2 separate regions of the Zea mays genome follow, and region 1 is linked to region 2. The links are chromatin contacts, called in public Hi-C maps. All regions are on one chromosome and are shown on one strand. Each heading gives the region's core, a stretch centred on a gene start, on an enhancer-like site or on the middle of the called end of the contact. The rest is flanking DNA. Distances are from core to core; before and after follow the strand shown. Region 1 holds the start of LOC103631700 (Zinc finger (C3HC4-type RING finger) family protein). Region 2 holds the start of LOC100383320 (Glutamate--tRNA ligase cytoplasmic).

Evidence for each region. A called contact is a pair of places that touch in the nucleus more often than the background predicts.
Region 1: a Hi-C map of ear shows a contact between it and region 2, with 2.2 times the contacts expected there. The contact joins the promoter of LOC103631700 here to the promoter of LOC100383320 in region 2. A contact is called at or near these places in 3 of 25 Hi-C or Micro-C datasets (ear, leaf and tassel).

Annotation. Positions count from the first base shown.
Region 1 is chr1:9,163,092-9,167,476 of Zm-B73-REFERENCE-NAM-5.0, reverse strand. It overlaps LOC103631700 (Zinc finger (C3HC4-type RING finger) family protein), which reads right to left and starts at 3,046. Exons shown (of 2, transcript XM_008652703.4): 1 at 2,548-3,046; 2 at 1-620. The coding sequence starts at 2,742.
Region 2 is chr1:8,947,237-8,952,057 of Zm-B73-REFERENCE-NAM-5.0, reverse strand. It overlaps LOC100383320 (Glutamate--tRNA ligase cytoplasmic), which reads left to right and starts at 3,047. Exons shown (of 7, transcript NM_001361997.1): 1 at 3,047-3,208; 2 at 3,576-3,741; 3 at 4,404-4,500; 4 at 4,596-4,749. The coding sequence starts at 3,605. It overlaps LOC100277637, which reads left to right. Exons shown (of 2, transcript NM_001151149.2): 1 at 1-472; 2 at 619-1,057. The coding sequence ends at 924.

The DNA of each region.
Region 1 (4,385 bases), core at 1,797-4,296, 220 kb before region 2:
TTGGGTCCAAGGGTTTGGATGACAAAGCTCATGGCATTCTTCAGAAGTGCAATTTTGGTCCCTGCCATGCTACCACTGACATCAAGCACGGTGACGAGGTCAAGAGGTGCACGGGAGCTCGCTGAGTGTGAAGATTTTGGAGCCCTGAGATGGATCAAGATAGCAAAGATCTCCTTGGTCGTTGATTGTTCAATAGCTGGAACTTCTGAATATGCCTTGATTTTAACTGAACCAGCGACTGCATTATGTTCACTGATATTATCAGACTGAAGATCTATGTGCTCATCATCATTGAAAACGCCTGCCTCCAGAGTACGGAAGAAAGGAAGGTGCTCCTGCAGGTTTCCGCTGTATGTATGGGAAAGCCTGCGGACAACAGCCATGTGCCCTTCATCCTGGGGCCAATTTAATGGGTTAACTCTAGCTCGTCCATAACTGGCATCTGCAGGTTGAGCGCCTGGGAGTTCTTTCCACTTAGCACGGCATATCGGGCAGATGAGGTTGCCATGCTTGATATTTGAAGAAATGCAATGAAAATGGAACTTGTGGGAGCATTCAGCAGTGAACAAGGCATGACCCTGCCCTGATCTCATGCCACCAAGGCAAATGGCACATGTCTTCTGAAATCAAGAAAGTTGAAGAAAGGTCACATGTCTACTAGCAGAACTTGCAAACTTAACGATTAGCAACAACAAAAAAACATACACTCTGCTCTGACTTGTGAAGTATTTCCTTCATATCTAACCACATCACAGCACTTAAACATAAAAAGGGTACTTTCAGCCTTTCAGGAATTCACAACGACACTAAAGCACACGCAAAATGCAAGCAATGCAGATTTTTAGAAAATTCCGTGGGAACTGCAAAGACGACCTGAAAATGGATTTTATACGTCCAAGTTAAAAAGGTTGTGAAACACAAGTTTGAGAACCACAAGTTGCACATCCTGATGCCACCACAGGGAGGCCTGATTGCTAGTAAAACATGCCCTACAAGTGAAGTATGCTCAACAATAGCTGGCTAATGGTTAACATGGTTGATAATCTTTTTTTCTTGAACAGGCATGCTAGCTGTTCATCTTTCCAAATAAATAAAACTAGATTGGCATAAAAATATTTTTTTAAAAGAACAGGAGATGCAAACCCCTACTGATTATTATTAACAATAAGTGCATGTAACAATATAAAAAAAAATTCCCTGTTTCATATATTAAGGATCATGGAGACCTGCTTGCTAGTAAAACATGCCCTACAAGTGAAGTATGCTCAACAATAGCTGGCTAATGCTTATCATGGTTGATAATCCTTTTTTTTTCTTGAACAGGCAGGCTAGCTGTTCATCGTTCCAAATAAAGAAAACTAGATTGGCATAAAAATATATTTTTTAAAAAAAAGAATAGGAGATGCAAACCCCTACTGATTATTATCTGTTATAAGTACATGTGACAATATAAAAATCCATTTCCCTATTTCATATATTAAGGATCAGAAGCAAACTATTCTCTACAGGTCAATGAAACCAGCGAGACCTGCTGGGATGCTACTGAAGAGCTCCAACCACCAGGATGGAGACCTGTTTGCCCCACGAGTACATATCGGAATATCCTCTAGTTGCAAGTTTTACTTTTCCTAGCAGTTGAGGGTCAAATAAGATGCCCTGCACCAACCAACCAAGCAAGCAGACCACATTCCTTTTCAGTAAAACAGTATGAGCCAGAAAACGGTTTCTACGAGGGGGAAGAAACTAGGGGAAACCCTTTACAGCCACATGGCACGTGAATCAACCGAAACATGTTAGCTTATGGTTTTAGAAATTGTACCACAAGACTTTGCATGCACTCATGCAGCTTTCTTCAGAGAATCAGAGTCTAACAAACTTGCATGAAACATGTAGCATGGTAAGACGAGCGGCTATATATCTGATTTCTAGTGAGTAACCCACCCGGCAATTCGAATTTCTTCTATTTAGTAAGGGACCGTTTGGTTCCTTTTAGTCTCTAGACTAAAAGTACTCAGAATCTATTAAATGACTCACTAAATCAGTTTATTCCCTGTTTTAATCTTATCGTTTAATAATTTAGGGATTAAATGAGACTAAAATAAAGAAATTAATCTTTAGTCTCTCGATTCTCGAACCAAACGGGGGCTAAGTTTTTTTTGTTTCTTCTCCCCTTCCAAATTCCCGCCTGCTAGTGCTAGCTCTTCAGGAAAACCGTGGGAACGCCTACAGCTAACGAATCTAAACGAAAACGAGGGAGCATGCTAGCGTGTGCCATTTTGATCAACCTCCAAAGTTAATAGTAGTAGTCAACGGGGATGTTTGACGAGCACCAAACCAAAACCGCCATCTTTGTTGATTGGAATTTTACACGGCGATATTTCCCAAAATCCGGACGCAGTCCAACGGCAAAGCAGACATTTCTTCCGCATCTCCAGTTCTCCACACACACACACACACACACAATCCGGCACGCCACATGAATCGAGAAGAACAGGGAAGAAAAAGAGAAAAAAGAGAGAGAGAGGAAGATGAATGGTGAATCCCCACCTGCTGCGAGCTCCGGCTCCCAAAGCTCGTCAGCCGACGCACGGACACGGGGGCGGACTCCAGCTTGTCCTCGGCCACCGAAGACGGCGCCTCCACCACCGGCGGCGCGTCCTCGATGGCCAGCTGGCGCGCGGGCACGCCGACGCAGAGGCCGGTGGCGAGTGCGCGCTTCGCGCGGGCCCACGCCGCCGCCATTGGTCCTCGGGGCACGAACGGCGGGGCTCCTTTCGAGCGCACGAAATGCTGGCGCCTGCTCGGCCTCGGCGTCGGCGGAGGAATTGTTGGCTACGAGCGAGATCAGGAGAGCGGGGCTCGGGGCTGAATGGTTCTCGCCATCGCTGCGGGAGGCGGCGGAATTTGCGGTGGCCGCGGGGCGCGTGGCGTGCTGGCGCGGTTCGGTGTCGGGGTTTTGGTCGTCGCGGGAGAGCGAGCGAGAGCCGGAGAGGCCGTGGAGAGGAATATAAACGGAGAGGAAGAGAAGGGGGAGAGAGAGAGGTAGTGTGTGTTTCACAAATGATAACTTCCCGTTTTGTCCCTGGGAGTGGGAAAAGTATTGTGGACTACTTTTTTTCCCATCGACTTCAATTTCGGCATATTTGGATTCACCGGTTCTCATCTGACAATCAATCTAGTAGCATATCCAAAGCACGAAAAAAATAAATTCTGACCATAATTTAACTCGTAGTGGGTCTTGCAGACTGGACATTACTAACCGTATTTTAAACGCATAAGAATACATTCTGACCATAATTTCTTACCGTATGTTATCGTTTGGTAACAAGAAAAAACAACAGTACCATATCCAAAGCATTTCGATTATAGATATGGTGATGCAATATTGATGTCTTAAAAATAGTTTTGCTTGATTGTTTTTTTGAAAGGGAGAGGCAAAAGACTTGCCGCTCCAATATATTAGAAGGAGTAGAACTAACAGGAAATTACAAGAAACCAAGACGACTTACAAGACTAGAAGCGAACTCCTGAACAAATTTACTAAGCGGACCTACTAGCCAGCCAGGCCATGGAAACAACCAACTAAGGGCCTGTTTGGCATGGCTCCAGAACAAAACTCCAAGGAGGAGCTGGCCAGAGCATGCCAAACACCCTAACTCCAGAGTTGTAAACTCTATGGAGTTTTTGGAGCTGCAGTACAATTTTTTGGAGTACCTCTTTTGCTGCTCTGAAAACTCCAAAAAAGCAACCTAGTCATGGAGTTTTGAGTTATTTACCCGCCATTGCCACTGGTTATGAGAAACAATCTAAACTCTAGAGCAAAGCTGCTCCACCCAGAGTTTTAGAGTAGAGCTGCTCTGGGGTGGAGCAGAGTCATGCCAAACACACCCTAACTCTTTGACCACTAGCGCGACCTGCTCCGCTGATTTAAGCTGACTGTGAAAGATTCTATTGTTCCTCTCTAACCAAATGCTCCACCAAAAATAAATGATAAGGCCATCAAAGGATCTTCTCGAAGGCTTGTTGCACCTACTTCTCAAATTTCTCCACCAGTCGTACAACGAATCAGAGCCATAGATCCCCTTAAAGGACGAAAGATTCGCCCAAGACAAGATTATGTCCCACACCTCCCTGCTGAAGGGGCAGTCCTTGCAGAGATGAACCGTCGTTTCAAAGGTCGAATTACACAGACAACAAGAAGGATTGTGAGGCCATCCCCTTTTCTGAAGGTTCTCTGCTGTCAACACTCTATTGTGTAAAAGAGTCCAAGCGAAAAAGCGACACTTGGGTTCAGTTTTTGCTTTCCAAATGGAACAGATTTTCATTGTGCAGAAGTTTGTTGAGAACTGAATGTTATATGCGCTGCTTGCACTGTACTGACCATC
Region 2 (4,821 bases), core at 1,798-4,297:
CGGCCGCGCGGACGACCACGACCACCACCACCTTCTCCTCCCGCCGTCCGGCAAGGGCGCGCCACGGGCGCGGCCGGTGCCGCTCGAGACCATCCAGTCGTTCAGGGGCCCGCATGCGTCCACCGACGACGAAGAGGAGGAAGACGACGACGACGAAGACGCGTACGAGGTGGAGCGGGAGCTGCGCTTCGGCCAGTTCAGCTTTGCCGGCGGCGCCTACTCGCAGGAGCACCCGCTGTTCCTGGCCAGGGGCCTCGGCATCGACCGCCTCGGCTCGGGCCTCCTCAGCGCCGACGGCGGCGGCGGGTTCGGCGGCAGCGACGGCAGCGGGAGCGGCGGCGGCGGCGGGAATTTGGTGACGTCGGGGAACGGAGGGGACCGCTCCGGCATCGAGACGCACTACAAGAAGATGATCGAGGAGGACCCCTGCAACGGCCTCTTTCTCAGGAACTACGCACAGTTCCTGTACCAGGCAAGCAGCAGCAGCAGCAGCATCTCCTTCTCGCCTTCTACCGTCAATTTGGAGTTTTGGACGACGCGCAGATCTCGTATACAAAATTTTTAATTCTTCTTCTGACGGCGGCACCTACCTGCGCTGCGCATTGGATTGGATCTCAGGTGAAAGGGGACTACAGGAGGGCAGACGAGTACTACTCCCGCGCGATCCTCGCCGACCCCGACGACGGCGAGCTCCTGTCGGAGTACGCCAAGCTGGTCTGGGAGGTGCACCGCGACGAGGACCGCGCCTCCAGCTACTTCGAGCGGGCGGCCAAGGCGTCCCCGCAGAACAGCCACGTGCTCGCCGCGCACGCCGCGTTCCTGTGGGACACGGACGACGAGGAGGGCGGCGCCGACGCGCTCAGCTACGCGGCCTTCGCTCAGCCGGCGCACTCGTCTCTGGCTTCGGCGACGGCAACAACCTGAACTCTCTCGCCATCTCACGAGTCTCGAGAGCGGTTCCTCCGCAGTCGAAATGGAGCGTGACAGTGGCCTCTGCTCGTCTCTGTCTGTAGTAGCATACCAATAATACTACTCGCGAACTCTCTTTCTGAGCAAACAGATTCCATAGCGCCGTGTAGCCACGCGATGATTTTGCGAGCGAGTTCGTCTACTAGTACTACACAGACACAGGCTCAATCGGTTCAACCGATACATGCTGGTGGCTGTCGCCTGTCGCATTGCATTGGATTATCTCTCTCCCCGCGCTTCTACATATGCGTTGAACCTGGCAAGTGCGGTGACATTGTTCACCTGCATGATTTTTCACTCGATATGCGATTTGGAGGGCGTGAATATGCTATGCCCGCAAAGGTCGATCCAGTGCACCGACTGTTATATCAGTTATCGACCGCACAACCAATCATACTAAGGGTCTGTTTGGTTGGGCTGTGGCTGTGAAAAAAGTTGCTGTGGGCTGTGAGCTATGGAAAAAGCTGTTGTAGGTTGTGTGCTGTTAAAAAGCTAAAAATCGTTTGGTGGAAACCACTAAAAGTCGTTAAAATTTCTTCGATATATGTTTTCACAGTTCCATCCAAAAGCCACTAAAAGCAGGTCTAGGGGTGCTTTCAGTTTTGCACTACGAGAAAGTCGGCTTTTAGAAAAAGCTGCTTCCTGGATCCAGCCCTTTGGTTGGCTTTTGGCTTTTAGGGGGCAAAAGCCAAAGCCAAAAGCCAAACCAAACACACCCTTGATCATGATCAAGCTTTATTAGCTGCAGTCATCTTAACGCCGCGTAATCTTTTTCTTTCATAGAACGTTATTTAAAATATAATATAATATTTTATTTAAAATCACTGGATCACACAATGAACTAAAAATTTACATAATTCAAACAGAAAATAAATAGGAAAATATTAAAAAAGTTAAAAGCTACATATTTCGTAAAAAAAACTAATTCATTACTGTTACTCATCGTCATCTTCCTCTTATACCTTTTCTTCTATTATCTATAATCTAATTTTCATTGTTTGGTCAACCTTTTAAGATCAACTTATGGACTCTTTTCATGTCATCGTTTATATCGGTGGCCGAGCAATCCAACAACTTGGTGAATTACTCAAATAATTTTGGTTAAGTTATCCTCTTCCTAGCCTTATAGAGCTTGTTCAACATGTTTTTCTCCAATGCAGGAGACTAGTTGTTACTCGTTGTTCGTCTCTTCCCTTTTGTGTTGATCTCGTGCTCTATCATGGTCAATATGATGTGATGGTCAGACACTATCCTGTGATGTGGAGCTATAATCGCCGTTCAAGGTGAGATTGGACCTTTCGCTCGCGTAGTTGGAGACGTCATCAGTGTCGGATCTACACCCCGGGCCACCCGATCCGTGGCCCGGGGCTTGATCCATGTAACTCTATATAAGTCTCTATTTAATACGGCATAAAATAGCTAATATAAAATAAAGGAAAGAAAATTTGGTAGATTTGGCCCAGGTCATAGAAAAATTCTGGATCCGCCCCTGGACGTCGTCATCGTGCGCACCACTTGGGCTAATGACGAAGAGCATGCCATATATGCTTCACCTTGAAGTCAGTTTCGCTAGACTTGCTGCAAAAGCTCTCCTTTGACGCTTTGAAGAGCATAGCATCGTCTGCTCTATTCAGTCAGACTGCATGCAAGCGGTTGATCAGTATAGATACGGAGGAGGAGTATATAGACATAGAAATAGAGGATGAAAGCTGATAATTAGAGGATCAGGATAACATTTTTGAGTAGTGATTCTCTAATTATTTTATGAATATTAACTAAGAGTATGAAAGCTGAAAAAACAACTTATCCTGAATCTATAAAGTAAGTTTCTACAGTGACTTTAAAATTTTATACTAAAAAATTTAAAATTCGTTTATAGCCACGGATGATAGGTTCTGCTTGCAACAAACCCTATGCGGGCGATAAGGCCTGATAGGCCTGGCCAGACGGCCCGGTCCAATGCGACAGTGCGCCCAATACAGAAGCCCAGCACGTCGCTCATGCAGAGATCTGTGTAGTGCTAGACACTGAAGGGTTCGTCCGGCCATCCGGGCAAGTCACAACTCACTAGTCACCAGTAACTTTACCAATCCGCGCCGGTGGTAACCCTGCCTTCGGCGGCGGCTAGCCGGTATCCAGTGTGCGCACTCCCTCTATCTCCCTCTTGGCGACGACTGGGCGGCCGTCGCTGCTGCCCTACGCCGTCTTCGGGCTCTTCGTTGTCGACGAGCGCCACAAGGTACGCCCACCCTTTGGGCCTTGGCTTTCCTTCCTGCTGTGCAAAACCGAGCACCCAACAAACCCTAACTTACCATTTCTATTTGGATCTGATCTAGGTAAAGGTGTATGGGCATGTATTAAGCCTACAAAATTCGGTTGTTTCAATCTGGGTAGATGTGTACACCCATGTCATTTACTGGGTCGCCCTTGGTTCCACAGCCATGAAAGGCCGCTTTGTCAAATTGTGAAGATAATTTTGTGAAACACTTGAAGTTTCTACTGCTTGTATCATACTTGAACTGGCATACCTTGATTCTAATGTAATTTAGTTTATCCTAAATTGTTCACACTGTGCTGGCCTATGTGTCGATTTCTGCTGGTTTCAGGTTCCTACCATTTTTAAGAAAAAAGATCAATGGAGGCAGCTTTGTCATTCTCCAAGGACAGCCCACCAATTTCGATAATTTGTGCTGCAAAGATTGTGGGTCTACCCCTAACCATCAATCATAGCCTCGCTGCTGGCTCGGCACCCACCCTACAGTTTGCTTCTGGGTAAGTCTTTGCTCTTCTTCTCAGGTACAGTGGCGAGAGCAAATATATGGGGGGTGCACCTTCCTTGTGGGTGCATAGGGATGATATGTGGGTGATGCATATATGCTGAAAATTTGACTATCATAACTGATTTTTGGTGGATTTTTGTGGGGTGCATGTGCATCCACAAGGTAACATGTAGCTTTGCCCCTGCTCAGGTATATGCTCTGTTTCCCTTATTAAAATGTCTCTTTGGTCAATTGCTGCAAGCAGCATACCACTTGTATCATAGTTAGCTTTGGGACAGTTCATACGGGTGGGGATGCTGCTAATGGCAACCTCGGGTTGTTGCTTGGAGCTAGAGATGGCTGATGCACTATTGCACTGTTAGTTGTCCACAAATTATTGCTGCAACAGCTATTGTGTTTCACACAGTTTACTATCATCCTCAGGGCAGGAGTATATCTAATATGACATCTACTTTGCTATTTTGTACCTGTTTCTTGCGGGTCTGCAACTTTGTAATGGCAATCCCTGATACTGAATGTGTCAATATGTAATTTTCCAGATAATTGAGTGCGATTTGTTTTTATCTAGTTTCATTTCATGTATTTCTATTTGATTTGACTCACCATTTGGGAGTTTATATAATTTCTCATTCAACCGTTTGTGTTTGTGTATAGAGAATCACTCCATGGTGTCAACCCAATCATCCTCTACATTGCTAGAGGTGCATCAATTGCCTCCTTATCTGGAAAGAATGATATTGAGTTTGGGCATGTATGTTGCCATCAACTGCTTTTCAATAAGTTACTTATTGTCCTGACTATTTTGATATCCTAAATTCTAAATGGCTGCTGTCAATAAACTTGTAGGTTGTTGAATGGCTTGAATATGCCCCCACCTTCCTTTCAGGCTCTGAATTTGAAAATGCATGCTTATTTGTTGATGGATTCTTGGCCTCCCGGACCTTTCTGGTTGGTCATGGCCTGACAATTGCTGACATTGCAGTTTGGTCAAATCTTGCTGGTAAGCTGTGGGATTGTTCACCATTCTTATTTCAGTCTGGCTCTAGGCAATGCAATGTTTAACTTGCTGCAT